2 separate regions of the Xenopus tropicalis genome follow, and region 2 is linked to region 1. The links are chromatin contacts, called in public Hi-C maps. All regions are on one chromosome and are shown on one strand. Each heading gives the region's core, a stretch centred on a gene start, on an enhancer-like site or on the middle of the called end of the contact. The rest is flanking DNA. Distances are from core to core; before and after follow the strand shown. Region 1 holds the start of mmp15 (matrix metallopeptidase 15). Region 2 overlaps LOC116410414 (a long non-coding RNA gene).

What was found. Hi-C and Micro-C count contacts between places; a contact is called where the count stands out from the background.
Region 2: a contact with region 1 is called in a Hi-C map of neurula embryo, with 2.7 times the contacts expected there. The contact joins the enhancer-like site here to the promoter of mmp15 in region 1. A contact is called at or near these places in 3 of 5 Hi-C or Micro-C datasets (gastrula embryo, neurula embryo and tailbud embryo).

What each region holds. Positions count from the first base shown.
Region 1 is chr4:75,678,916-75,685,731 of UCB_Xtro_10.0, reverse strand. It overlaps mmp15 (matrix metallopeptidase 15), which reads right to left and starts at 3,709. Exons shown (of 10, transcript NM_001015921.2): 1 at 3,306-3,709. The coding sequence starts at 3,443.
Region 2 is chr4:75,735,489-75,742,304 of UCB_Xtro_10.0, reverse strand. LOC116410414 (a long non-coding RNA gene) reads right to left here. Exons shown (of 2, transcript XR_004222375.1): 2 at 5,619-6,816. Among named protein-coding and RNA genes, the nearest start is that of csnk2a2, 43 kb to the left of the region's middle. Within about 2 kb of position 4,319, at least 3 of the 11 cell types and tissues checked have an H3K27ac peak or open chromatin away from gene starts, as enhancers often do. A contact at or near this core is called in neurula embryo, where this site is marked.

The DNA.
Region 1 (6,816 bases), core at 2,460-4,959:
TACATTTTCTTTCACTATGCAAAAACACAGATAGTGGGGGTCATTTATCAACACTGGGCAAATTTGCCCTTGGGCATTAACACATGGCAACCAATGAAATTGTTGCATTCATTGTTCTACATTCAGCTGGCTGAAAAAGTCAACCACTGATTGGTTGCTGTAGGTTACTGCCCATAAGCAAATTTGCCCAGTGGCACGCCTCTATAATTACAATCAGTTGATGCCTCCTCCCAAGATTTTCTAGAAGTGTCCCTGTTTTTTTTTTTTTTTTTTACATGGTCTAGAAATATAAAGCTGGTTCATGCCAATGATATTTACCTAGAAAGCATCATTTATGTTTAAGAAGCACTGAGGGTATCACTGTAAACTGACAGACAGGTACCTGTGATTCATGTACAGGTCCTTTTCAAAAAATTAGCATATTGTGATAAAGTTCATTATTTTCTATAATGTACTGATAAACATTAGACTTTCATATATTTTAGATTCATTACACACAACTGAAGTAGTTCAAGACTTTTCTTGTTTTAATATTGATGATTGTGGCATACAGCTCATGAAAACCCAAAATTCCTATCTCAAAAAATTAGCATATCATGAAAAGGTTCTCTAAACGAGCTATTAACCTAATCATCTGAATCAACAAATTAACTCTAAAAACCTGCAAAAGATTCCTGAGGCTTTTAAAAACTCCCAGCCTGGTTCATTACTCAAAACCGCAATCATGGGTAAGACTGCCGACCTGACTGCTGTCCAGAAGGCCATCATTGACACCCTCAAGCAAGAGGGTAAGACACAAAAAGAAATTTCTGAACAAATAGGCTGTTCCCAGAGTGCTGTATCAAGGCACCTCAGTGGGAAGTCTGTGGGAAGGAAAAAGTGTGGCAGAAAACGCTGCACAGCGAGAAGAGGTGACTGGGCCCTGAGGAAGATTGTGGAGAAGGACCGATTCCTGACCTTGGGGGACCTGCGGAAGCAGTGGACTGAGTCTGGAGTAGAAACATCCAGAGCCACCGTGTACAGGCGCGTGCAGGAAATGGGCTACAGGTGCTGCATTCCCCAGGTCAAGCCACTTTTGAACCAGAAACAGCGGCAGAAGCGCCTGACCTGGGCTACAGAGAAGCAGCACTGGACTGTTGCTCAGTGGTCCAAAGTATGTCATTCGGAAATCAAGGTGCCAGAGTCTGGAGGAAAACTGGGGAGAGGGAAATGCCAAAATGCCTGAAGTCCAGTGTCAAGTACCCACAGTCAGTGATGGTCTGGGGTGCCATGTCAGCTGCTGGTGTTGGTCCACTGTGTTTTATCAAGGGCAGGGTCAATGCAGCTAGCTATCAGGAGATTTTGGAGCACTTCATGCTTCCATCTGCTGAAAAGCTTTATGGAGATGAAGATTTCATTTTTCAGCATGACCTGGCACCTGCTCACAGTGCCAAAACCACTGGTAAATGGTTTACTGACCATGATATTACTGTGCTCAATTGGCCTGCCAACTCTCCTGACCTGAACCCCATAGAGAATCTGTGGGATATTGTGAAGAGAAAGTTGAGAGACACAAGACCCAACACTCTGGATGAGCTTAAGGCCGCTATTGAAGCATCCTGGGCCTCCATAACACCTGAGCAGTGCCACAGGCTGATTGCCTCCATGCCACGCCACATTGAAGCAGTCATTTCTGCAAAAGGATTCCCGACCAAGTATTGAGTGCATAACTGAACATAATTATTTGAAGGTTGACTTTTTTTGTATTAAAAACACTTTTCTTTTATTGGGCGGATGAAATATGCTAATTTTTTGAGATAGGAATTTTGGGTTTTCATGAGCTGTATGCAACAATCATCAATATTAAAACAAGAAAAGGCTTGAACTACTTCAGTTGTGTGTAATGAATCTAAAATATATGAAAGTCTAATGTTTATCAGTACATTACAGAAAATAATGAACTTTATCACAATATGCTAATTTTTTGAAAAGGACCTGTATATACCCACTTATGGTGCTTCCCAGTTTAATATGATATATAGCATTGTCCAATATGTGGAAAATACATTCAGTAAGAAATACAGGAATTAATGTGGAATACATCTGAAAGTTATAAAAAGGAGGTGCATTAGGATTTATCATTGTCAAATGCTACCTGGATTTCCCATTCAATTGATGAACTCGAGCATAGAAGTGAAACATATTATGCTGAATAAGCTGGTACCACATTCAGTAAGACCCTCCCAAAATTGTGCATTATTTAAAGCAGAATTAATATTTATAGGTTTTTTATGTTCTGATTCTATTCCTGTACTATTCTAATTGTCTTCAATAATCCAGAAGGACCAAGAAGACACCTAATGAAATGGTCACAAAATAAATATCAACAATCATCTTTCAATGAGCTGCCATGTTTATTTTAGACAAGTTATTAGTTGCAGTACTCCAATGCTGCATTGTTTTACATGGCAATTTCTGCAATCTTTTGTTAATAAACCAGACCCATGCATGGGCACACTGGGGTGTCTTAGATATTGCCTTAAACTGACATTTAAATACAATGCGGCCCATACAGCCCCTGCAGGAAGAATTAAAGTTGGCAGCCAATGGCACATTACAGCAGCCCTTGGGGCATTTGCCAGAATATCTAGATAGCCAGTTTGGGTCGGACTTCTGTTTGTAGGCTCAAAACATTACCTGTAAAAGTGTAGAATATTTGGTTGGTGTTATACAAATACAAGACAATAACAATAATGATAAAAAAAACCAGTAGCAATAGCCAATCAATAAAAATTTTCTTCAGGAATTGTTTTATGAGTGATAGTTTCTAAGGTTAGTTTATTACATAAACATAAAGGGCTATTTAAACAACATTAATAACCTGACAAACACGGTCTGGATTGGGTGCAGTTCACATACTATTGTTAAACTATGACTCCCAGTGTCCCATAAAGCCAAATGTTAATAGTTGATGCTGGGAGTTGTGATTTCAGTTTGACTGCAGTTGGAAAACCATGAGAAAGGTGAAAACTGTTACAGAACAAGAAGCAAGAAGACAGGCTTTCTACTCTGAAGCTGATGGAATGTTGGCTCCCACAGAATGGCATGCAAACACACTGGTACCCGGTATTATTTTTTATCCCACAGAAGTGAGGAGCTGTACCTGGGAGGGGCTAGATACTACCTGGCAGCTATAAACCCATGCACCTGTACCTTAGCGCATCCAACATAGTAAAGAAGTACTTTGGGCGTTCTTGCTTAGGGACAGATGGGAGCCACATTTGCCCATTGCTAGACATAGCACAGACCATGCACACGTATAATACCTCGGCTTTTGAATCCCAATCACTAGTTGCGGCGTATCCCTGACAGCAGATTAATAGAAAGGTCCATCCCAGCAGCAGTCTTGCAGCCCCTCCCCGCTCTGTCCAGCGAGGTCTCCCCCAAAACAAACCATCTGCCATATTTTTGGGGGCTCAATTTCTCCCCTTTTGTTTTTCTTCGCCCCGTGTTGAAACTGCTACTTGGGTGACACTCCCTAAGCCAGAAGTGACTGAGCACAACCAGAGCTGCTCTCAGGGTAGCTCTCAGCCAGGCACTGCTCAGCGCTCCAAGCCCTCAGTCGCCTTGCACATGGATCAGTCCACTCTCAGTAGCCATTAGGGAGGCCGCACACTCAGCTCGTATAGTCACTGTGGCCATGGCTTATAGCAGAGAGCAAAGCGCCGAACATATTAGGTCATCCAGGAGCAGATCCCAGCGCTCAGCCACTGTAACAGTTTGCAATGAGTCCTCCTCAATGAGTCCTCAGACCTCCCCCTGCCTCCTCCCCCACCTCCTCCTCTGGCATTTCCCTCCCTTGCTGGGAAGGAAGCCCAGTATCGCTCCTAACGTTTGCATTATCATGGCATACCCTTTATGCCATTAGGCTGGAGCTTAACCACAGGCTGTAAGAGCACAGCCATTGCACTGCATTGCATGACTCCATGCCCAGGCTCATCTGAAACCCCTACACTACAGTGACGAGCCTCAGTAAGTGATCAGCAACTGCCTTGTCTTTAAACCCAGCTGCTGAGCTGTAGCCTATATGGTATTTCTTGTAAATGCAAACAAGTCTTCCCCCATATCAACCAGGGAAAATAGAAAATGCAGCAGCAGGAAGGGGGAATGTTTTGTCTTGCAAAGTTCAGAGTTTGTACTCATAATTTAATTTATATTTCTTTGGGGGGAATTCACAAAAATGTTGGTAAAAATGTTTGTGCGCCGGCTTATTCACAGACCAATTTTCCGCCTCTACTGACAATTTTCAAAAAATGTCTTTTAAAAGTGGATGTAGCTATTATATACAACCCTTTTTGAGAATTAGTTGTAGCCACTTTTTTACAGAAATTTTATACACCAAAATATCTCCCCCATAACAAAAATTTCAGGGAAAAAATGTTGATTTGGCTTAAGTCTGTATAAAGAAAATGTATTGGTGCACAAACTACAGAGCACAATAAAAATTTTTAACCATGTATACATCACTTTTTAAAATTTGGCTGCATTACAACAAATACTTTCTGCGAATTTGCCGTGCTTACAACATTTTTACAGTTTGGCAACCGACAATTTGGGGGGAATTCCCAAAAAGTGGTGGTCTTTTAGATCACATTTTACTGACATTTTTTATGAATTTGTCTTTAGCTCTTATTAAATCTGTTGTTCTGCCATCAAACCCAGTCCCACATCTACATGAGCCTCGCAATATGACTGATTTAGAAATCTACATGTTTCATGAATGTGCCAATTCCAAATATGTATAGTCTTATTGAGATTTCTGACTTGTATGTATCAGAACTCAGTACACTACCAAAACCTTAAAGCACCACCACAGAAATAGGCATCCTGTACTGCAGATTCCAAGGCCAAAAATTCTCTAACAGTAGGTTCACCACAGGAAACCATATATTTTTGCCACCGCACTACATCTCTACTGCCACTAATTACTGGCCAACAACAATTGGCCCCAACATGCCCAGTGAAAAGAGGGCCCAACAGTTTTTTGTCAGTGCCCTGTTGGGCCAGTCCAACCTTGAATTTACAGTACCCCAATATCCCAGTTTGGGTGCCAGTGTGGATGCGCTGCTTGCTGATCACCAAGATGGCGGCTGGGAACAGAGGTGACAAAGCTAAAGGTGGGGTGGGGAGGTTATGCTGTCAAGGAACTTTGTAGTTCCGGACATGCTATGGGGCACGGATAAGTTTGGGCAAGTGTCAGTGAAGTGATTAAAGAGGTGATAATGCCCCTACAAGAGGTGTCACATGAAGACAGTGTAAAGCAGCGCAAAACAAGCACTTAGAATTGATCTGACAGAGATAATCTTCTGTCCTTCCATCCATCTATTTTTCAGGGAGGGGGCCGCATTGCACTAGAAGAGCCAAAATTCCGTTTTATTTGACCGACCATGCAAAAGCATGAGATTTTGTAGGATCCAATAAAATCTGATCTCCAATAGGCTGTAATGTAATGTCTTATCAGATAAAGTTGTCAATCTGAGATGCTCCAACAAAATCCCCTGTGAAGTTTAGCGTTTAAGGCAAATGTATGCAACATTTTACATTGTTCTGTCATTATTACCACTCTCAGTCGCTTCATTTTTAGTTTTAGTCTCCATAACTCCAATCATTTCACCTCAATACAAATAATGGGAAATCCAAAAATATTGGTCTTTTGGGGAGCATTTCATTTAACTCAGATCTACCCAAGAAAGCTACCACATTTTTTATTTCCACAAGTTTTATTTATTTATTTTTTTTGCGCCCCCCCCCCCACCCCCATTTGGGACTTTTTTTTAAAGTTATTTTAGGTAACTGATCTGGCAACACAATGCTTTTTATTCTCAGGAACTGACTTTGGGGAAATCTTTGGTGACCTCTGGTGGGGGAAAACTGGTTGACAAGAGCAGATAGAGCTGATGTTGGGAATGGACTAATGCAGAATACCTGCTTGTATGTACTTTGTTGTGAAGTCAAACATTTCACGCATCACAGGCACTTTTTCCAAGGCCCCATATTTTGTTGAGATTGCCGGTCCCATGCTGGTAATGAATTGCCGCTTTGTACTGCTGTGCTGTCAGTAGATATACCTGACTTCTGTGACATAATTAATGTATAGTTTGATTTCTAAATGCCTGGGGGTAACATCAGGTTCAAAATCATTTTAAGCACAGACACATGCATATTTCTGCCACCAGCATTGCCCTGACTCTTCTTTATAGAACCATATTGTATTGTATGTTCCTTGTCCATATGAATAATGTGGCAGAGGACCAGCGGCAAAGGGCTGTGGGTGATGAGGTTTTATAGAAATTTGAAACAAAAATATACCTTTTGAAAATATTAACCCAAAAAAAATATCACCTTTTTTGTCAGTAAGGCAAACTAAAGGGAAGCTATGACCATAATTCATGAGAAATAACTCTAATGGTGGAGCCCACCCTACAGTGAGAATACAGTGGGATCCACACAGATGTGCATAAGAACCTTTCCACCCAGAAGTCAAAGGGAGCCATGGGAAGTATCTGGAGGCAGAGCCAGATTTAAGCTAATGCCAGACGAGGCATAGGGTGGATATTTTCGGCAAGTGGAAAAGTGCTTGCCAAAAATACCGCTCTACGTCTCGTACATGTGCCTGCACCCAAACGAATGGAATACGCTCAGGTGCAGGCACATGTAGCTGAAATACGCATAAAAACACAAGACTTTCAAACTCTTGCGTTTTTATGCGTATTTCTGCTACATGTGCCTGCACCCAAGCGTATCTCATTCATTCGGATGCAGGCACATGTAGGAGGC
Region 2 (6,816 bases), core at 3,070-5,569, 56 kb before region 1:
TGCAAAATGTTGCCATTGTAGTACCAGCACCCAACCTGTACCTGCCTCTTTCCACAATGACTACTACTACTGTGTGTGCCTTAGGTTTCAAGACAGTTGCAGGCCAACCCACAATTGTTTGTTACAGGTCAACCCGCACATCACCAATAGCCAGGGAAGATCAGGGAGTGGTTAAACCTACACTATAAGTGAAATTTCTTTTCAGTTAGGACCTCATTCTACATAGTTGGAACAGTGACTACCCTGTGGGCAAGGGCAGGCAGTGACTTACTAGTAGGAGCCCCTCGGGGGGGTGCCTTGTTAAATAAAATGTATGGGTCCCATTATATTAAATTATATTACATGCCAGCCCTTTATAAACTGCTCAGCATACACTTTCTTTTATCTTTGGTTGTGTCATTCTCTAGAATAAGCCTATATACAACAACTAGGTGCCAGGCTTTTTACCAATACATACCCCAGACATGCCAGTATAATTCTAGAGCATATTAACCCCAGATGAACCAGCATAATCACTAAATAAAATAGATAACAAGCATATTAACCCAAGACGTATAATTACTATGGGAATGGACAATCTGTATATTAACCTCAGACAAGCAAGTATAATCACTAAATAAAATAAATTATGGACATTTGAACCACAGACATGCCAGTATAACTACTATGGAAAATGGCAATCTGCATATTAACCATATAAGTGCCAATATAATTGCTACAGATAATGAATTATCAGCAAATTAACCCAAGATGTGCCAGTATAAATACTACAGATATTCAATAATCTGCATATTACCCCTAGACAAGCAAGTATAATCACTAAATTAAATAAATTAGCATTTTAACCACCATTATAATTACTATGGATAATCTGCATATTAACTGCAGACGTGCCAGTATAATTACTACAGGAAATAGATGACCAGCATATTAAACACAGCCATGCCACTATAATCACTGTAGATCTATAATCACTGAAGATCTTTAAAAATATCCATTATGCATCCCATTAACTCTACACTGATATCTACTGTGGCAAGATATAAGCTTTTTTTTTGTGCCCCATATTTTTTTTCCCGTTTTGCAAAAAAAGCCCGCCAATGGTGAAATGCAGAAATTCACCGCAAAGCCATGCCTGGCTAATTATTTCGCCCATCACTATTGGGTGGGTTTTCTAAGAACTCTGGTATAAAAGGGAGTCTTCACCTTGTGTCAGGAGCTTCGCCTAGGACTATCGGGAACCTGAAGGTCTTGCACCAAAGGTTGTGGGGCTCCCCGATTGTGCTGAATTGATGCAGAACTGGCTATGCTTGTAACTATAATGGTGCAAAGATAAGTAAATCTATTTGATTCTATTACTACTTGTGTGTGTGGAAGTTGCTCAACAGTTTTATCAGAAGTTTTTATCACTGATCCTGCATATGTATTATTATTAAAGTTTTGTGAGCTTTTTTGGAGAAGTAAAATGAGACAGATTTGCTTATCATTATTAATGATATATAATTAAAGGATAATAATACTAAAGAATGATGTTGGTTATCCTTGTAGCGCAACTAATCATGCAATACGTACACACTGTTTGTTACTTTCTTAGTCTCAGGGATGAAAAAGTTTTGCCCATGGAAGACTGTGCAGGTGTCTGGCACAGGAAATTGAACACAGTAGTCCATGACCAGGAACCCAAGGGTTCAGCCATTCTTGTTACTCCATAGGGGGTTCCTGCCTTAGGCAAAACAGCCAATGTTTTTAAAAAAACAATCATATGGTTTCTACTGATGTGGTTGAAAAGTGAGACAATAAGAAAACAGCTAAAACCTAACACAAAGTGCAGTTGTAGTGTAGTCATCATGTAGAATATTAGTTAGGACATTTATGTATTAAATATTCACCCAGAACCTTAAAATATATAGTTCTAATGCATGAAAGAGCAGGTAATGATCATTTATCCGGCCAGTACTGCCATCAAACATGACTTGCAAATTGCTTATATTTTAAAACAAGAGATGGCAAAAACTTCTTCCTATGAAATACTTCATCACTCATTAATATGCTAGCAGTATAATATACTGTACAACAGAGGGGATGACGGAAGTCACCAAATGACCAAACGTTTAGAAAGGGTCAGTGAGTTTCTGGTTAATCATGAGGATATCCAACTTTTTTAATGTACCAAGTAAGTTATCATATACAATATGTCTGTATGGCCAATTATAATAACATGAGGATGTCATACAAAGAAGCATGCAAAGTCCTTGCGTATGATCAGTACAGCACAAAGTATTAGATTGGCACATCATTTCTTTTTTGGGTGCTCACTGTGTGGGGGCTACCTGGAAATTCCCATATTAGAAAAAAAAATAGCAAAACTTTATATCATACAAAAAATGCACATGCAAAAAAATATACAAATGCCTGCATTTACCTGGAGCAAATCTACCCCAAACAGTGTGCAGAGTTGGTACGTACTTACTGTTAGGCTTTCAGGGCTCATGCTCCTGGCCTGGGAGCTTGCACACCAGATGTGACGTGGCTAGACATGGCAGCTGTAAAGCAGGTTGGACTACTATGCTTTCTCAGCCAAGGTAACAGCACAAGAGGGCAGCTGATGGGTTAGCTTTAGAAGGAAGGGGTCCTTTGCAGGGGATGACTTTTATAAAATTCAATGCCCTTTAAGTTTATTTAACAAAAAAATGTAACAAACTAATTTTAGGTTTCAATGATTGCAAATAAAAATATCAGAGAACAAATTCAGTGAATAAGAGAATTGGTTATTGGCCTAGCTATATTTTATAAAGAACTTAAATAGGTTAAAACGTATATTAAAGCTAAAAGTCATGTAAAACAAAAACAGAAGGAGACTGATGAAAATGTACAGCTTTAATGCCTGTGCCACTTGCTAACAATACTGGCAGCTGGAGATTGATGCTATTCATTGCAAAGACACAGAGGTTACAGAGATATGGGTGGGAGACTTTGCAAGACAGCTGCCATGTGCCTTATGGGTAATCCTAGAAGTAATGAGTTTTTTACTTCAGGTTCCCTTAAAGCAACATGTCTTTTTCTTAATCTTAAACATATTAAATGTATGTATAGAGTGCTGGTCTGAGAAGCAGGGATAATTTTAGGAGCACTACAATGATATTTTTCTGAAGTTTTTTCCTCAGTTATTAACCACTGATCCCTTACATTTTATCTCTATCCTTATATTTTTCTCTGCCTTTTTTCCTGTCTAACAATCCACCTTTCTTTCTATCTATCTATCTATCTATCTATCTATCTATCTATCTATCTATCTATCTATCTATCTTTAGTAGCAGAGTGTTGTACCATGTTAGCTATAAATCAAAACCAGAAAATATAGAGCAGGTGATACCTTTTATTGGCCAACTGAGTAGATTAAGAAATGGGATCTTTCGAAAATAACAAAAGAGGCATATCTTGTTATTGTCCCAGGACTAGTTAGGTCCCTGCTTTAAGCATACTATAATCTATATTTCCTGGTTTTTATCTGTCTATCAATCTATCTATCTATCTATCTATCTATCTATCTATGTATCTATCTATCTATCTATCTATCTATCTATCTATCTATCTATCTATCTATCTATCATCTATCTATCTATCTATATCTATCTATCTATCTATCTATCTATCATCTATCTATCTGTTATCTTTATCAAACTATCAAACTGATGACAAGACAAACAGATCAAACATGCACCCCTTATACACAGAGATGTATGAGTTTAATTTATTTGCAAATGCAGAAGGTGCCTACAGACTTAAAGTATGGCCCGCAGAGCATTTTGATAGATGCTAATTGCATTGATATTGTTCACAACAATGAGAAAGCAACATTTTACCCACAATTATTGCCTAAGAAGTGCTGTTCTGTTGCAATGAGTATAAATAGCACACACAGACTAATATCTAATGTATGCATGGTAACCCCAAGAATCCCAAGAACTAGGGTGTGTGAAAATTGGATGCAGTCCTAATCCAAATATAGCTCTTTAAAACATCTTGTGTATCCAAAAGTTCCTGATAGAATATGTTTTTTTATTGTTGCTGGTCCTAGTCATACTGTGTGTAGGTACTCCTAGGTAATGTGCTTGTTGCTGACAGAGCTATATGCTGGCAGCAGTCCCAGTGTAGAGGTAGAGTACTCATGCATGTGTTGGAACTACTTTTCTAGGTAATGTGTGTGTTGGCGATAATCCTAGAGGTTATAATGGGAGTGTTGGCATCCGTCCTAGAGGTGACACTGGGTGCTCCCAGCTGTTTCCGGAGCCTGTGAATTCTCTTTCAGAGTGTTTCCTGTCAGCCTCAAAGGACTGTCCAGACTGTGGGATAATTTGCAGAATAGTGGAGAGGAACCGTTGGCCCCCTACAGACACTAATCTAAAGCCTGTTAGATTGGCTCTATCTGGTGGAACAAAATAAGGGCCAGAAATGACGGTGTCAGGAACTTGCTGCTGAGGACGTGGATTGTCATTTATCCAAAGCATTCAGCTGCCTATTTGGCGATGAAAAAGGAGACGGCTGTCTTATGAGGGCATGCTCTGAGAATGAGATGTATGCAAGGCACAGCTCTCCTACTCAGCCAACATGCAATGGAATATGCTGTAAATATGATATTAAATGCCAGTCTGCAAGCACAGAGGTTTCAGATTTCTGCTTTTTCCTATTTGCTGTTGTTATTTGCTGACGAGTGATGGCTGGTCTGGGAGCATTAGCAGCACATTAGAGGTGGAGCTCCATAATCATGCCAAATAATCACATCCATGCGCCCATCAGAAGCTCCAGGGCTGTGTTAGTCAGCAGTCTCATACGTAAGTGATCTGCTGGCACAATGGTCCTGTCTCACCCAATTAGCAAATGGGATTTGACAGCATCCTTTTCTCCGTACACAAGCAGTTCCTTTGACACTTAAAAATCCAGCATTAAGAAAATTAAATTTTCTATTTGCTTCAATGCATACTTAGCATTTCATTACAAACTGCAGAATAGTGTAACAAGTTCAACCCTTCCCTTAATTCTTATTTAGATTCTAGCTTAAAATTTTATCAATAGGGATAAACAAATTTTTTCATCAGATATGGATTCAAAGCAAAATTTGCAGCTTCAAGAGTGGCAAAAATATTATTGAATCTGAGATAGAATTTCACTATGCCTTTAGTTTTGCTAGAAACAAAAATCACAAACAAAAAAAGCCCATTAACTTCAATGAACTTGGCATTAGAAAAAAGGCCCACTGATTTCAAGAAAAAAATTGAGAAAAACTGACCATCGACTCCAATGCATTTGGACAAATTTTAGCAAAAATGTACTGGACACCTGTTTAAAAGCAAACATCTTATTGCTTGCTATGGGTCACTGCTCCTGGGCCTTTTATTACATATGGGGGTTAGTGTTATTAGTAATTTATTCCAGAAGGGGGTGCCCAGATAAGTTTTCTAAACTTTGGTCACCTTGGTTAGACCTAAAACTTTCTTACTTGCCACTGGGCAGGAAAGTCTATTCTTTCCCCTGTTAGTTAGGCCACCACTCTCGGATATATAAAAATACAACTCTGTTAGTGAGAGCCTTGGAAGTAACAAAACACACAGAAATTTAAATATGTTACAGATGTTTTATTTTGTTTAAAACCAGTTACTCAGTATTACTTTCCCTTTAAAAACAAAATAGGCCTATCTTACAGTTGTCACTTTCAGCTGCTGTTGATTGTTAACAACATTGTTGATAGCTACACAATTCAGTATTTTCCTTGGTTGTGCTGCTTAAATTGTTGATATTCCAAATGCAGTAAAACCCCCATTTTAATGGGGGCATTAAAATACAGAGCAGACAAGATCCCCACCAGCACAGAGGCTAAGGTGAAGAAGTTGGAACATCTCAGAGGGGCCCTTAAGACATGTGGATATCCAGACTGGCCCTTTGTTAAAACCGGTAGAAAGAGAAGCAATAACACCTAAACTACTGGTGGAGGTGGAAAACATGACAGACGAAAGAACTTGGTCCTTCCATATGTAGCTGGGGTGTCTGAAAATCTTAGAAGGAGTTTTAATAAACACAGACCCCTATCAGCTTTAAACCCAGCAACACATTGAAGCAGCAACTGGTGTTCACTAAAAAGACCCAATCCCAAAGCATAAGAAGAGTAACATTGTGTATGCAGTACAGTGCAGTGAGGAGTGCTCTGACTTGTATGTGGGAGTAACCGAACAACAGTTACATCAGTTTATGGCACAGCACAGAAGAGTCAGCTCCTCTGGTCAGGACTCAGCGTGTAGCTACATCTAAAAAAAAAAAAGGACACACATTTGAAGACTGCCAGACTCTAGACAGGGAGAGTGACTGGTTCAAAAGAGGTGTTAAAGAAGACATATATGTGAAAACAAAAAAAGCAATCAATGATTGATTATAATCAGTAATAAGGTCCCTGACCCCATGCTGGTTGTGATAAGAAGATTATGCTGATTGGAGCAACATTTATTCCAGGAAGATCTTTGTACAAGTCATTCTGAATTGAGAAAGCCAGTTGAATGATTGGTGAAAAGTCTTCAAGAAAAACAAGTCCAGTTCATTTGACTTATTACTATACATATACATGACTTGGATAAATGAGAATTTTCACAAACAACCCCCATTTTATGTTTTTCAGGGGACCAGGAAAATAGGAAAATATTGTGCATTTCAGAATATGTAAAATCAGGGAAATGCATTATGGTTTATATGTTCATGAGACCACAAAAAAGCAGTAAAACAAAGGAAAACCTATAATCAGTATATGTAAAATAGTTGACTTTTCTTTTA